2 separate regions of the Anas platyrhynchos genome follow, and region 2 is linked to region 1. A link is a contact called in public Hi-C data. All regions are on one chromosome and are shown on one strand. The core of a region is the stretch at or near the end of the contact, and the rest is flanking DNA. Distances in the headings are between cores, read along the strand shown. Region 1 holds the start of RALB (RAS like proto-oncogene B). Region 2 has its middle 15 kb from the start of INHBB.

What was found. A called contact is a pair of places that touch in the nucleus more often than the background predicts.
Region 2: a contact with region 1 is called in a Hi-C map of liver, with 1.9 times the contacts expected there. The contact joins the enhancer-like site here to the promoter of RALB in region 1. A contact is called at or near these places in 3 of 8 Hi-C or Micro-C datasets (liver, small yellow follicle and subcutaneous adipose tissue).

What each region holds. Positions count from the first base shown.
Region 1 is chr7:13,918,461-13,925,385 of IASCAAS_PekinDuck_T2T, reverse strand. It overlaps RALB (RAS like proto-oncogene B), which reads right to left and starts at 5,385. Exons shown (of 6, transcript XM_005017507.6): 1 at 5,243-5,385; 2 at 4,885-5,037. It overlaps LOC140002915 (a long non-coding RNA gene), which reads left to right. Exons shown (of 4, transcript XR_011810570.1): 3 at 1,125-1,367; 4 at 2,299-4,891.
Region 2 is chr7:13,965,081-13,971,930 of IASCAAS_PekinDuck_T2T, reverse strand. No RefSeq gene overlaps it. Among named protein-coding and RNA genes, the nearest start is that of INHBB, 15 kb to the left of the region's middle. Within about 2 kb of position 4,315, at least 1 of the 8 cell types and tissues checked has an H3K27ac peak or open chromatin away from gene starts, as enhancers often do.

The DNA of each region.
Region 1 (6,925 bases), core at 4,136-6,635:
CTGCATTTCTTTTCACTTTCAGTACCATTTGCTGGTTGTAATGTGTAAGCAACATACTACCACAAATACTTTCTCAGTTCTCCAAATCACATGTACATAATAATATAATTATTGTATTAACCCTTCAGAGTACCTGTCTGTCTGTACCTCAGTTTCCTTCCTGCTGTCTTATAGGGAATGAAGGAAGACAACACGTACCTTTCACAAACATTTACTGTTGCCATGTGTACAATCCCCACCACTGCAAAGAACTGACATTCCTAAAATGTTTCCTTTCTGTGCTGAATCAACAGCAGAAAGCTGTGATAGGCCTATTAACGAGCAATGACTAGTAATGAGATTACTGAAGTAGGCAGGACACATGGAGGTTTTCACTGAGAGGAGATTCTTAAATAAATGTAACAGTTAAAATATGATGTCCATTTAATCATTTAGACTGACTGCTCTCTTCAACAATAGAGGAAGCAAGCCCAAAATTCAAGGCCCATCTTTGACAGAGCTCTTCTCAAATGAGATAATATATTATACATCTTCCATTCTCATTCAGATTATCTACAAGCTGATCCATCCTTCACTCCTACTAACTGAACAGTTGCTGCAGAAAATGATTCTCTGCCCATGAACTGTGTGTGTATTCATTTAATTTCAACTGTTTTATTTCATTTTGATGAGACACACAGACCACAAAACTTATTTCTATTCCCACCCTGGAAGAAAACACCTAAGCACACTGTAATTTCAAACCTTATTTTTACCAAATATTAACCTACTCTTGATTAAAATTTGCAGCTTCTTGAGCATTATTACCATCACATTTAGCTGGTTAGTCATAATCATAGGAACTGTCAATAAAAGGGGACATGAGCGAATAGCCACGGGAATGTTTTCAATTGTTTGCATTGCTTTCTCGGGTTTGGTTTCAAAGTCTGTGAAGTCTCATCTCCTGTCCACCTTGTACTGGACAATTCAGACAATTCATGCCTGGCTTTCAACAACCCCTTGGAAAGGCAGCACCTCTAAGACCTGATAGATAGGTGCTGACACAGTGCTCCTGCAAACTGCTGCTCGCATGGCATCAGGCTGTTTTCTGAAGTCTGTGAGGAAAACACCTTTTTCTCTAACAGAAACTGAAAGCAAAGCCGGAGCAACACTAACGACACCAATGACAGCTGGCCACTGATGACAGAGCCATAGTGACAAGAAAAAAATATGCTTTTTAAAGAGAAGATAAACCCAAAATGAAAACAACATGACCCTGGAGAGGAGATGGGATGGCCTTTTGGAACATGTCCCCAGGACTCGCTACCTGGAACCGTCTGCGTAACCCCCAGTTCAGCAGGCAAGATGTGACTCTCATTTCTTTGCAAGTACAACATGTTACATTACTTTGGGTTGTTTCTATAAATACAGCATGCCAAAGCTTATTTAATGATTTTACCACCTAGGAGTGTTATTTGCAGTCAGTAATGAAGCAGTTGAAATTTTAAGGTATTTTGTTGTTAAATTGCAATGAAGTTGGAAAGGCTGCTTGCCCAGATTCCCCGTTCATTACATATGGTAGAAGTCCTTACAGAAATCTAGGAGCTGGCTACAGCCTTGTGCTGCTTGTCTCACATGTAGCAAAAATATTATATGACACAAAGCATTATATAAGCCTGTGTAACAGACAGCTATGTTTAAATCCAGGTTTAATAGGGAACAATGTATGGTAATGCTACTGCTCTGTTTCCTCTCCTGAGCCTCTCTCTATCTTCTGCCTATGTACATATTTTCTGGGCCGTTTATTCTTCCCTGTAATGAATAATATTATTTAACAGGTAAGATAGTGAGTACTGGAAAAAAATATTTATGTCCCATGAACCCAAACAAAAACATGGAGTGCACTCAAAAAACTATAAAGCTGTTGGAGCATGACATTAGCCTGAACACAGGAACTATTTGTTTAAACAAGTTTTCAAGGTTTGTACATCTTTATGTACCAGTTTATCCTGAGATGATACAGCATATCGTTCAGAATTGCATGTCTAAGCAGATATTTCTTAAGATGCAATTTCTTTGTGCTTCAGGCTACATTTTCATTTAGTCATGACAGCGTAACAAGCAGTTTACCTCTTGCATTCTGTGGGGCAATAACTTTACTGTGCTCCATTTAGTAAAGCTATGGATATTAAGTGCAACTGCTGTTGACAGTATGAAAAAAGAGTATTGCTACATTGATGTGAAAGAGATTGTCGTGAGTTTTAAATGTGTTCCTTATCCTTATCCTTTTTTTCTTTTTTTTTTCTTTTTCTTCCGGAGATCTGTTTGAGTATATTTTTCAAGTTCAAGATTACTGTAAGCAAAATGTATGCAGATGCTACCTGAAGCTATATCTGAAAAGGAAAAACTAAAAAAGTCCTAAGCATGAAAAAATTTTGCAAATATTTCAGCTGCTTATGTGAAATAAAACATGATAATCTAACACAGAATTGAGAAGAAGTATTTTAATAATTTAAGGAGTTTTCTCAACTTTAGAGTTGTCTGGTTTGATGATTAAAATACAGAGCAAGGAACCAGAAGACATAACCTCTATTTTCAGTGTTAGCACTGACTCACTGTGTGATATTAAGTCACTTAATTTAACTGTCTCACTCTCCATCTCACCTGCAAAATGAGGGAACCTACCTCACAAGTTCTAAGTGAGATTAATTAATTAAACGTTTGCTGCACACCTAAAAGTTCTTGGATGTAAGGTGGTGGAAAATTTATTATTAAACACATATATAAACAGGATACAAGTGCAGAGCTGGGTGGTTTCTATAAAGGAAGCCCATTTCTCTTTCATCTCTGAATTTTTTAAGCATGACAACAAAATAATTAACTACAGGAAAAACTGTGGGTGAAGCCCTTGAAAAGAGTTTATAAATTGGATATAAAAAACATAGCCACAAACTAGACACTGACTAAACTATAACTAAGAAAAAAAAATACATGATTCCATTTTCAATAGGGCTCAAAATTAAAGACAAAGGTGACTTCTATGATCCAGAAGTAAATTTACATCTAATGACAGTGAAAGGCAGCAGATTTAAATGTGGAGAAAGGAAATAATGTTTCTTAAAGAAAAGACATTGTTATTAAACTCACTGCCATACGTTGTTGGAATGAAGATCTCAGTGAATTCAAGAAACAAACATTTATATGGAAATATGAATATTCATTGTGATATTTTACAAAATGAAAGAGTTAAAAAACACCTGTGTTGTAGAGCACAAGTTAATTGTTGGCTGATAAGCATTAAGAGAATCTGCTGGGAAGCTCTTTGAACAGCTGAACACCCCGGGTTTACCTGCAGCTGTGCCAGAGCACCTAGAACAGGTCACTGGGGAGGTAAACCTCTGGAACCAGTGGGCCAGTGGCCACATCTCATTCAGCCACAACAGCGCTCCGTCAGCTGGGCCACACAGTTCACCTTCTACTCAACATTGCTACGTTGAGAAAAAGGCAGGTTTGTTCTGTCGCAAAATTAACTATGTCAGCAACAGAAGAGGGTCCAGCAACTTTTAACTAAAGAGGATTTTCTGCCTTCCGTGCTCTCAGTGGCAAGCTCACAATGCAGTTGAGATAACACAAAGCAACAATTTTTACTGACATTGTTCTGTGGCCTTATAAGCTGATCAAAACCACAGGAGGCAAAGGAGAAATGGATAAAGTAGTGGGATCAATGACACATTCAAAGGTTACCTGCTTCCTGGACAATTACTTGCACCCAAGATTGTTTGAGGAAAGGATGCAACTCATCTGCACTTTTCTGAAGCCTGTTATTGTTATCTTGTATATTCATAAGCATCACTGCTGCTTTCTGCTGGTCCCACTCAAACAGAGCTAGGCCTTTACACGAACCATGACTGTGAACTTTTTGCAAAGTTTTGGCATGCTGCTGGTGTGTGTTACTCTGGCAGGGGCACATGCACAGGAAAAATCATGTGCTCTGTCCCCTTAAAAGCAGTCTTCTAGGTTAAGAAACAATTTAAATTATACCATTTAGTAAATATAAATGCAAGTGGATTGTTAACCTTCATTGTAACATTTTTTACGCTGTGAATTCCAGAACATGCTAAGCTATTCATCTACTATAAATGTAATTCTAAATATATATTTGATACAGCTGATACATTTCTACCCAGTTAGCATTGCAGAGACATCCGGACAAAACCTTAGGCCCTCCACCAAGAATGGCAAGACCTTTCCATTCAGCCCTTCTTTCCCTTTTCATTACAGAGCTAAAAGACCAAGATGGAGAAGTACAGAAGTAACAACAGCAAGGGTTATGTAGTTATATTAAAAGGAAACAATGACTCACTGTTAATATGTTTACTTGGCCTGTATGCTTCAGGATGAGTGAATATTAGTATAGAAATCTAGTTCTTTTATTCTCTTTTTATTTAGCTTATTACTAGCTCATACTACTGCCTTGGTTAAGTCAAACAAGACTAAGAATAAACAAGAGGTGCTTGTCACCCAGCATTACCACAATGCCACGTGCTCACTCCGAGCTGCTTGTGTATACATTTTAGCAGCTGTTTTTTCCTGTCTGTCCACAGCAAATGGGTAGGTTGCCTCACAGAGTACGTGCGCCTTGTCCTTTTCCTGCACCCAGCCCATATCTGTAACCCTCTCTCTGCAGCCTGAGAGCCTTCCCCATTGCTGCTATCCCTCTCCTCACCCCAGCTGGGCCAGGGAGCTCCTTTTTCTTCTCACCTCAGTGACAGAAAATGAAAGCAAGTTCTCCTTTCACGTGTATTTCTGTCACTGACTGCGCACACGTATAAATACATAGGCGATCTTTCTTCAGTGCCACATTACAAGCTAGAGAGATCATCTGGTTTCTTAGCTGATACTCACTGTGCTTAAGGAGGGTGCTCGTCCTAGAGCAGCAGTTTCTCAGGGAGCGCGAATCAGGCAGGCAGGCACAGGATGGCAGGGGCAGCTCCACTCCTGTTTCCAGACCAATTCACCCGGTGACTGTGGCTGGACTCCTCCTAGTACCTCACAGAGCTGCAAGAAAAGGGAAGGGCTCAGGATATGATATCATGCGCTCGTTCTGAAAACAAGGAAACTGTTGTAGATGATTGAAAAAGTAACAGCTTCAAAATTCCTCAATGGCCAATAACAGAGAATTACTTTCCTGCTTCGCCTTCCCAACCCTCTTCAAAGACCTTTTCACTAAATAAAAGTGACAAATTTAGGAAACAATATTTACCTCATGACTAGGAACAGCTGAAGAGCTGTATTAGAGCTGAGCCATCTCAGAGCATTGTTGTGTTCCCTGTTGCGGTCCGTTTGTCTGTGCGTACACTGTATCTCAAGCTCTGACCTTGCTGCCCAGAAAGATACACTCAGGCAAACACACATTCCCAGCTCCCTGCAGCCACAGCTGGGTTTGCATAAGCAGCAAGGACTCCCAATCATCCACTCCTTGGCAGTACCCAGACCTGTTTATTGCCCTTTCCAGTGAAAGTAATATCGTCTAAAGCACCTAAGTGACTTAGGAATCCAATTAATATTTTCTAAAGCAATGTAAGCAAACAGGCTTGTAAATCTCCTGGAAAGTCAATGTGATTTTGTGCAGATTGTTAGGTTAAGTTTTACTCCCTAGATTTCTTTCTACTTGCAAGCCTACTTTAGAAATAATAATCCATTTGCAGGGCTATATTATTATAAATTTATTCCACAGACCATCATTTATGGTCTTTAAAAAAGACATTAGTAAACACTTGAAGCAAAGCAGATGTCTGAACTCAACACAATTGTTCCTAACCTGAATTTATCTTTGCAGTATGCTGTTTCTGTTTCAGATCTGAAGAAGCACCTGTGTGCCTAAAAGCTTATCTGTTGTGTTTTTTTTTTGTTTGTTTGTTTTGTTTTTGTTTTTATTTTTTCCAACTTTATCAATTGGACTAATAGAGGAGACACATTTTTCTCTCAAGTAGCCAGGATATTTTTATTTCTGTTGTAATTTCATAAAACACTATCAGAAGAAAATTTGCTACAGCCTTCAAGCACACAACATTTTTATGTAGTTGGGAATTGTGAAGTACTCTGCAACGGCACTGTGCTTGCCTTTCAGATTTCTTTTTTGTGTTAAGAAGTTCTCATGATTTTTTTCATGTAATTCATCCCAGATTCAGCAGTAAGACCACCCATGAGTGATATATTGTAGTTTACTGTCATTTTCAAGCTCCTGTATTGGCCTTTGGCTTAATGGCTTGGGTTTGGGGGAACCTTACCATATTAAAGCAGTTTAATGATTTGGCATTTTGTATTTCAGTATTTGTCAGACAAATCCTTCTACCATGCTGTGCAACAGGGTGTTGCTCTTTCAGCTCTATTGTTTGAACAGAAATATTTTGCTGCCGGATTTCTTGTTCCATTTGTGTGCTTTGTTAGTGGACTTTCAATTTCAGGGATTTGTTCTGTCTAGGAGCATAATGGAAGAAGAATACTTTGTAATATTCATATTTATTAAACAGATGATAGTATTATCAATGCTTGTTTATCCAGTGGTGATGTGTTGCCTAAATAAACCTTTTAAAAGCAGTAGCAGTGAAATAAACAGGAACACAGAACCATTATCTTCATAAAGACTCCAGGGGCTTTTCTAATTGCTGGTATTTCTGATTCAAGGATTAATCGCCTTTAGTCATTCCGTGTAGTGAAGGACATCGGAAATTGCACAGACATAAGAAATTGTGAGGTTGCGGGGTGTGATTTAAAATCACTAATACATTTAATTTTGTAGAGTTTAAGAAGTCCCCTCTCAAAAGCTGGGATACAGTTTACATTACATTTCTACAGGAAACAAAACAGGTGGTAGCTTGGAATATTCCAGCCGAGGATATTCACAAGACAACACACATTAGTAACAAAGCCTTGAGTCCAGGCA
Region 2 (6,850 bases), core at 3,066-5,565, 48 kb before region 1:
AGCTTTTTGGGAAAATAACATCACTCAGAAGCTTTAATCCCCATGACCAGCCCAGAAACATGGAGCAGAGGCCTGGTGACTGACTGCTAATCTCATGTCCTGGTTTCTCTACCAGACTCGCGCAGCCCACAGAGATGGCACGAGGAACAGGCCAGCCTGGAGCACAGCAAAAACAACTTCTTCATCTCACTATGGACTCCTAAACTCAACAGGTTATATTCTGGTTTGGGGCTTCTGACACAAAAGCACAGGGAAAAGGCCTTCTAGCAGGAAACGCCTAGCACCTTTAAACGGGAAGCCAAAACTAAGTCTTGCAGAGATACCCTTCCTGCCCCCAACCCCTCAGGTTTGCTCCCAGAACAAGAAGGACCCCACAGAGGAGGCTGCGACCACCAGAAGACCCTGCTGGCAGCAGCGCTTGCTGCGTGCACCCCGCTTGCTGCAGGGGTGATCGCGCTGGCTGGCAGGAAAGGGTTACCAGAAGAGGTGGGGCCCTTTGGAAACAGGCCTGGATGCTGCAGAGCTTTTCACCTTTAGCTTCCTTCGCTTTTCCGCAGCTAGGTGCGGGCTGCCAGCCCATTCTAATTTCTCTGCTCGGGATGGATCCTCACTCCTCTGTTTAACAGAGTTCTGCCAGACTTTAAAAAACAGAAAAGTTAGAAATGGACAAAAAGTAAAGCACACATCCCTTTGTCACAAGCCTGCATTTCAAATGCTCCAAACCTATTTAATACCTTGGACTTTGCTAGATTTTTGTCTCATGATGAAGACTATTCCCTGGAACCTCTATCCCCTTTTCTTTCCAAAAAAGAACAAAAGATAAGTTTTAACTTGGTGTTGATGCAATATTCACCCCACCCAGAACAGTGTAACCAACTTTGAAAGCTCATGTAAAAAACATGAAGAGTAATTTTTACTTAGCTCTTGTTATGAACAATTCAGAGATAAGAAACAAGGCAAGACACGTCTCAGCTGCAAGTGTGAACATGATCTCAACACTGCAACATTTTCCTTGCCTGGCTAGAGATGGGTTGGCAGCATGAGGTAAATGAAGGTAGGTTACAGGTGACAAGAATGTAAAAAGCCTGTTATTAAGCTAGGTGTAAGCAGTCTTGAAACTTCATTAGGGCCAGGGAATTCAGCCCTGGACATTGCACCTGCTTGATTGTTCACTGAAAATTAATGTTAAACAAATGCTGTAAAGTTGAAACCAAGTTGGAGAGGATTCAGATGCACCTCTTCCTACCCTCTGACTGAGCAGTGGATGGAAAGAGAATGGTCTCATGGGCACAAGTCATGCTGCTTTCCCTCTTTCAGAAGGGAAGCAAAGTCCTTTTCATCACAGCATTCCCAAGGTGTGCAGGGCAGGTTATTTGCTGTCCTCCAACTGTAGCTGTAAGCAGGAAGGAACTGCAGAACTGCAGCACAGTAAAGGTGCATTTGAGCGCTGACCTATTTTTGTTCATCTGCCATGGGAGAGACATGTGGAAACATTGTGGTTTGATGCGTTTGATTAAAAATATGCTAATGAATAAAGAAAATTAAGTGCATCCCTTGGGCTTCTGGCAAGCTGCCAAGACAGACACTGGGACCACCAACAGGGGGTCCTTATGGTTCAGCTTTTGCAAGCCTTCAGCTTCCAACGGCAGAAGACGGTGACCCAGCGGAAACAGGGCTTAAAGTTGAGTGTTTTGTGTGTCCTGCCTCCACTCCTCTCCAAATGCCACAATATTTGAAAATTTATGCCCCAGGTGCTGGAATCAACAAGCATAAGAACATCTTTGTTTGCATTAAAAAAAAAAATACTTCTACCATCATTGTTGCAGAAAGCAAGCTTGCAAACATGAAGCAAGTGCACTCAAAAGGCTTGGAAACAAAAAGACTGAAAGAGAACTCCAAGTTCATTTTCTAAAGCATCTCATTATTTCTAAACCAAGCGTAGTTTTGGAGGCCTAACTTATGGTTTTCAAGCTCCTGAGGCAAAGCTGCAAATGTGGCCTTTATTCCCACGCAGGAGCAGCTCTGCCTGCCCTCCTCCCTCCATGCTGTTCAGGGAGGGGAAAGGGAAAAAAAAGCAAATCAAAACAACTCAACCAGGCACGGCGTTACCCTCCGTTCCACAAGTGTTTGCTGCACTGCTGTCATCACTCGAATGGATTTACTCAAGGTACCACATTAGAAAGCTCTAACCTGGCTATGGGAATAGGCAAATCACCTGCTCTGCTACTGCTCCACAGGTAGGAAGCAGCTCTCATGAGCAAAGTCTGAGGTGTCCAGCTCTCCCAGCACTAATAATCCTTCTGCGGGTAGTGGTTCTTCCCATAATCTGATTCACTCTCCATTGTCCTGCAGTCTTCAGAGCTGGATCTGGGCAGCCGACCGTGCCTGGGGAAGCAAGTGCCTGTCACCTGGTGGCACTGCTCAGCACCTAGTTAGAGAGGAGACACCAGGAGGAAGAGGAGAGAAGGGCTCATGACTAGTTGAAGCTATCTGAACCTAAGTAGAACCATGAAGATTTGAAACCCTAGAAGCTGGGCTTACACAGACTTTCTATTAAAAAAAATAAAATCTGAGGCCCTAGAGTGGAAGAGGTTCTCCCTCAGCCCTGCCCAGGGTGCTAACTAGAAGAGCTGCTGTATGTAAAACCAAACACCTAATCTACCCCGCAGGCATCTGTTCAGCAACCTAGTAGGTCTTGGTTTTCATAGCTCCACCTCCCAAGCAGGAAACAGTTTTTAACTTCTGAATCCTGCAATTTTGGCCAAGGATCCTTTTGTCAGGGAGATTTGCATCTGGCTTGGACTGTTTCTCTCAGGTTTTCTTCAGCCTTTCTAAAACTGAAGAGCCAGACAAACTTTTCTGAGTAAAACCGTAGGCTATCTTGGGCAACGTTACCATGGTCGTTTTCATTTAGAAGCAAGAATTTGGCTATTTTTAAGATAATTGCTCCTTCCCCCAGTCCACAGTTGTTTTCCTTGTTTACATGTACAGCAGCATAATGCCGTCATTTTGCGGGGAGGGTAATCATGTTACAGAGCACTCTTACAGACCACAGGGTGAGAAACACTCATCTAAACAGCAAGTTCAGTTTGTTGTATGTGTTTTCCTTTTAAATAAAACCCAGTACTATTAAGCAGTAACTTTCCTCGTCTCTTAGTGCTACATGTATGTACAAGTTTGTCCTTGAATTCTGGTATTCGGCCTATGAAGCCAACATGCATAAAGCCTCCGATAGCCTGAACACTAGACTTTAAAAACAAACTCTATAAACTCTGATTATATCGAAAACATGATTCTGCCTCAAAGCCAAGTAAAGCCCATTGGAACGAACTTACTGTAAACACTGGAAATTAATCAACCTTATCAGGACAGTAACTGCGGAGCATAGGGTCCCAGTCATACCTCTGCATTTCACCTCTAACCCTGCTGGAGTTGCAAGGCTTAGGGGGGAGCTGGCATTTCCCTAGCAGATTCCATTCCCACAGCAGACACTAAGCAGTTTTAGTTGTGGGGGAAACAGACTGGGGAGCAGGAAAAAAAAAAAAAAAAAAAAAGGTTTTTAACAGGATATACCCACCCCCAAACTGAGGCTTTATGCTGCAAAGAAAAACCAGCATCTTTAGTTACCCCTAGAAACAAAATGTTTTGTGAAGTAATGCATAGTCCCCCGGAACAATAACTATTCTTTCTGGCATGCAAATCAGTGCTCAGTGAGCAGAACAAACTTACACTTGCAATGCAAACTGGTTTAATGCTATAGAAATTGTAAAGCCACCATCCTCGTGAGAAACTGCTGGTTCTGCTGCACACTAGAATGTTTAGGCAAGAGTTAATTTTGTGTTTGCATGCAAAAGGAAAACTTTAACTTAGAACAAGGTTTCCTACTGCACAAGAAAATCACATGGCAGAGCAAGAACAGAAGAATCTAGTTAGCAGGGATTTCTACATGTAATTCAGGTAGCAGATTAATAGCAGCTACTTGTAATCTCATCTGAGCATGCTGAATAGCCCCTCTCCATGGTAGAGCTTCTAACTTCTGAAGCCACAAGATGGAGCCAAGTTCTCAGGAAGAGGTGCCTGTGCCATCCCAGGAACTGGGAGAGCATTTAGCACACAAAAGAAACCACACTAGTTTCTGGTTCAGGCAGAACACAAACAAGCACCAAGGCAGAAGTATGGGCAATCACTGCCTGGTTTGATGCTGCTGTAACTTAAGGGAGGCCTACTCCTCACAGGCATCCAACAGCATCTGAATAGAAGGGCCTCATTCTGGGCTTCAGGTACAGCCATATAGTACTGTCCAGAAGCCTCTCCTACCTCCTGAGTAACTTTTCACACTCGTCATGCTGAGTATTTTAAAATAGACTTCACTGGAAAGAAGAGCTACGTAAGCCACCATGTCAATCCAAAAGAGAGGGCAAACATCAGGCAAGAACCACATAAACGAGATTATTTAAACAGCTGTAATTCTTGGCCAGGAGTCACCAGCAAAGGGACGTGCCACTTCCAACTTGTATGGCAATGACAGTAGAAACTGCACCCAACAGCAAGTTTACTGTGAACCCCATTTCTGTGCCATTCAGAATTCAGTGACATGAACAGTGCAGTGAGTCTGTCTCGAACCAGAGGCATCTCTGCAGAAGTTTGTTCATCACAAACCAACACAGAGTAGTCTCACATTCAAGACTAGGGATCAGTACTTCCACACAACATTGTTTGTTCAGTTATTTGCCCATCAAGATTGACCAAAAAGAGAGGAGAGGAACTCTGTTTACACTGTCAGTGCAAGCTGTCTGTTCTAGTTATGTAGCAGAAAGTCAGCCATGAAGATGAACAATTCAAGGCACTTCAGTGGTGTAATTCTGAAATACACGTAGACAGTTTCACCAGCACTGATTAGAGGATCCTCACTCACTTCTTCCTCCCCTCCTTCCTCACAGCCTGGAATATAATCATATTATAACTTTGATACAAGCAAAAGGTGAGTTCCATAAACTGCAAGTCAATGGCTGCTTGGTTTAAGAATTTAGGAATTATACTTGCTCATAAAATACTGTGAAAATCAATAACAAACAAATACGGTGCCTATTTTTTTTATTATCAATAGTAATACAAATCAGTTGTATTAGCATGATAATGAAAAGTAACTTTTTATAGACATTAGAAATGTTTGTGCAAGTAAGAGACAAAGCTCTGAAGCTATGTAAGAAAAAAATAAGTTTACATTGTGTAGTATAACATACATGGTTTAGAGGCAATCTTATTAAATCTTGCAGTCACAATCACTTCCTCTATGCTAAACCTCTTTCTTGGTGTTAAGAGATAACACCTTCCCCTCCCAAGAGGAACACCTGCCATTTCCATGAAGTGTGGAGATCATGGTGAAAATCATAGCTTTTTTTGTTCCTCTTCCTTCTCCCAACTACAAAGTCAACAGGAGGTGAACATAGCAACATATGCTTATAGCAATTAAAGAAAGCTTCTGTCTACACATGCTCTGAGTTGAATTGATAAACAGTATCCTCTTTTTGACCAAAAATTGATAGGCCTGTCAGCCCCAAACCCTGGGTTAGCACTTCGGAAAGTTTTAAAAGGAAAAAAATATGACAGTATTTACTCAGATGCATCCACCCTTCCCCCTACATTCCACATTGCAACTTTGTGCCTTAGACCCAAAGTATTCTTAAGCACTGTATTAGCCAGACAGGATTCTACTGCAACTTCAGATAGGTAATGTAGTGAAGTCTTACTGAAGTTTAACGCCCACATCTTTCTTCATCAAACCTAGGGTTTACCTAGAAATTGCAGTAAAAGGTCATCAGCCTGTACAGAACGCATAGAACAAGTCACTGAAGATGCTCTTCAGGCTGCATCTGTACTCTCATCTATAGACACCCTTCTCTAGCCAGGAAAAGAGAAGTCAGCTCTCACACTCCTGGAATTTAGCCTGCTTTTTAAAATGGAACTTTATATAGTGACTTACGCCCTGTTACAATGGGAATTTGTCTCCTACATACTTGTTTGCTCAGATCCAAAGGAAGACTAGAACACTTGAATACCCACAACCTGGCCAGATACAGAAGATTACATACTGCAGTAAACAGCTCCCTGACTTTACATCAAACTCTTATGCAAGAATAACATCTGACAGTACACTTGCACTTAAGCATTCAAGTCTCGCATGACCTCCAGTCTCAAATATCCAGTTACTTGCCTACAGCCATGCTCTAAGAAGGTCATGAAAAGACTACTAGAATATATCAGCTTCAACACAGCCTTCAACTGCCTCAGCTACACAGCATGGCAATCAGGCAGCCACACACACCCCTTGCCAAAGTCCTCCCAGCTTGATGTACCGGAGCTGTAAGCACTCATTTGGGTAAAAGCCAAAGCTCCCTTTATTCTGCTCACAGGAAAACCCAAATCTAAATGCAGCATTTCTCCACACGACTTTTTATTCATTCCAGTCAACCCACCTGAAACCAATGTGTACTGATGTCCAGTGAAGCACATCTGGAAGTCATTCAAGAACCCTCAAATTGCATTGCCCCCATTTAGGAGAACATACATTCGGACACTTCCACCATACGAGGTGGAAGCAGCAGGATTCCAGTCCAGGAGAGCTGTTTTACTGCCTTTCTGGTGCAAGTCAAAGCTTGTTACCCACTGTTACCAAGTAGTCAAGGTAGCTGCCTTGTTTATCATGTTCTCCGCTGCAACTGGAAAGTTAAATCAGAGTTTATCAGAAGTACAGAAGAGGATACCATAGAGCTGCTGTATTTAGGCTATGCCTAGCATTTCTGGTAAAGGTTACAAGCACAGAACGCTGAAGAGATGCAGTATCAAGTCA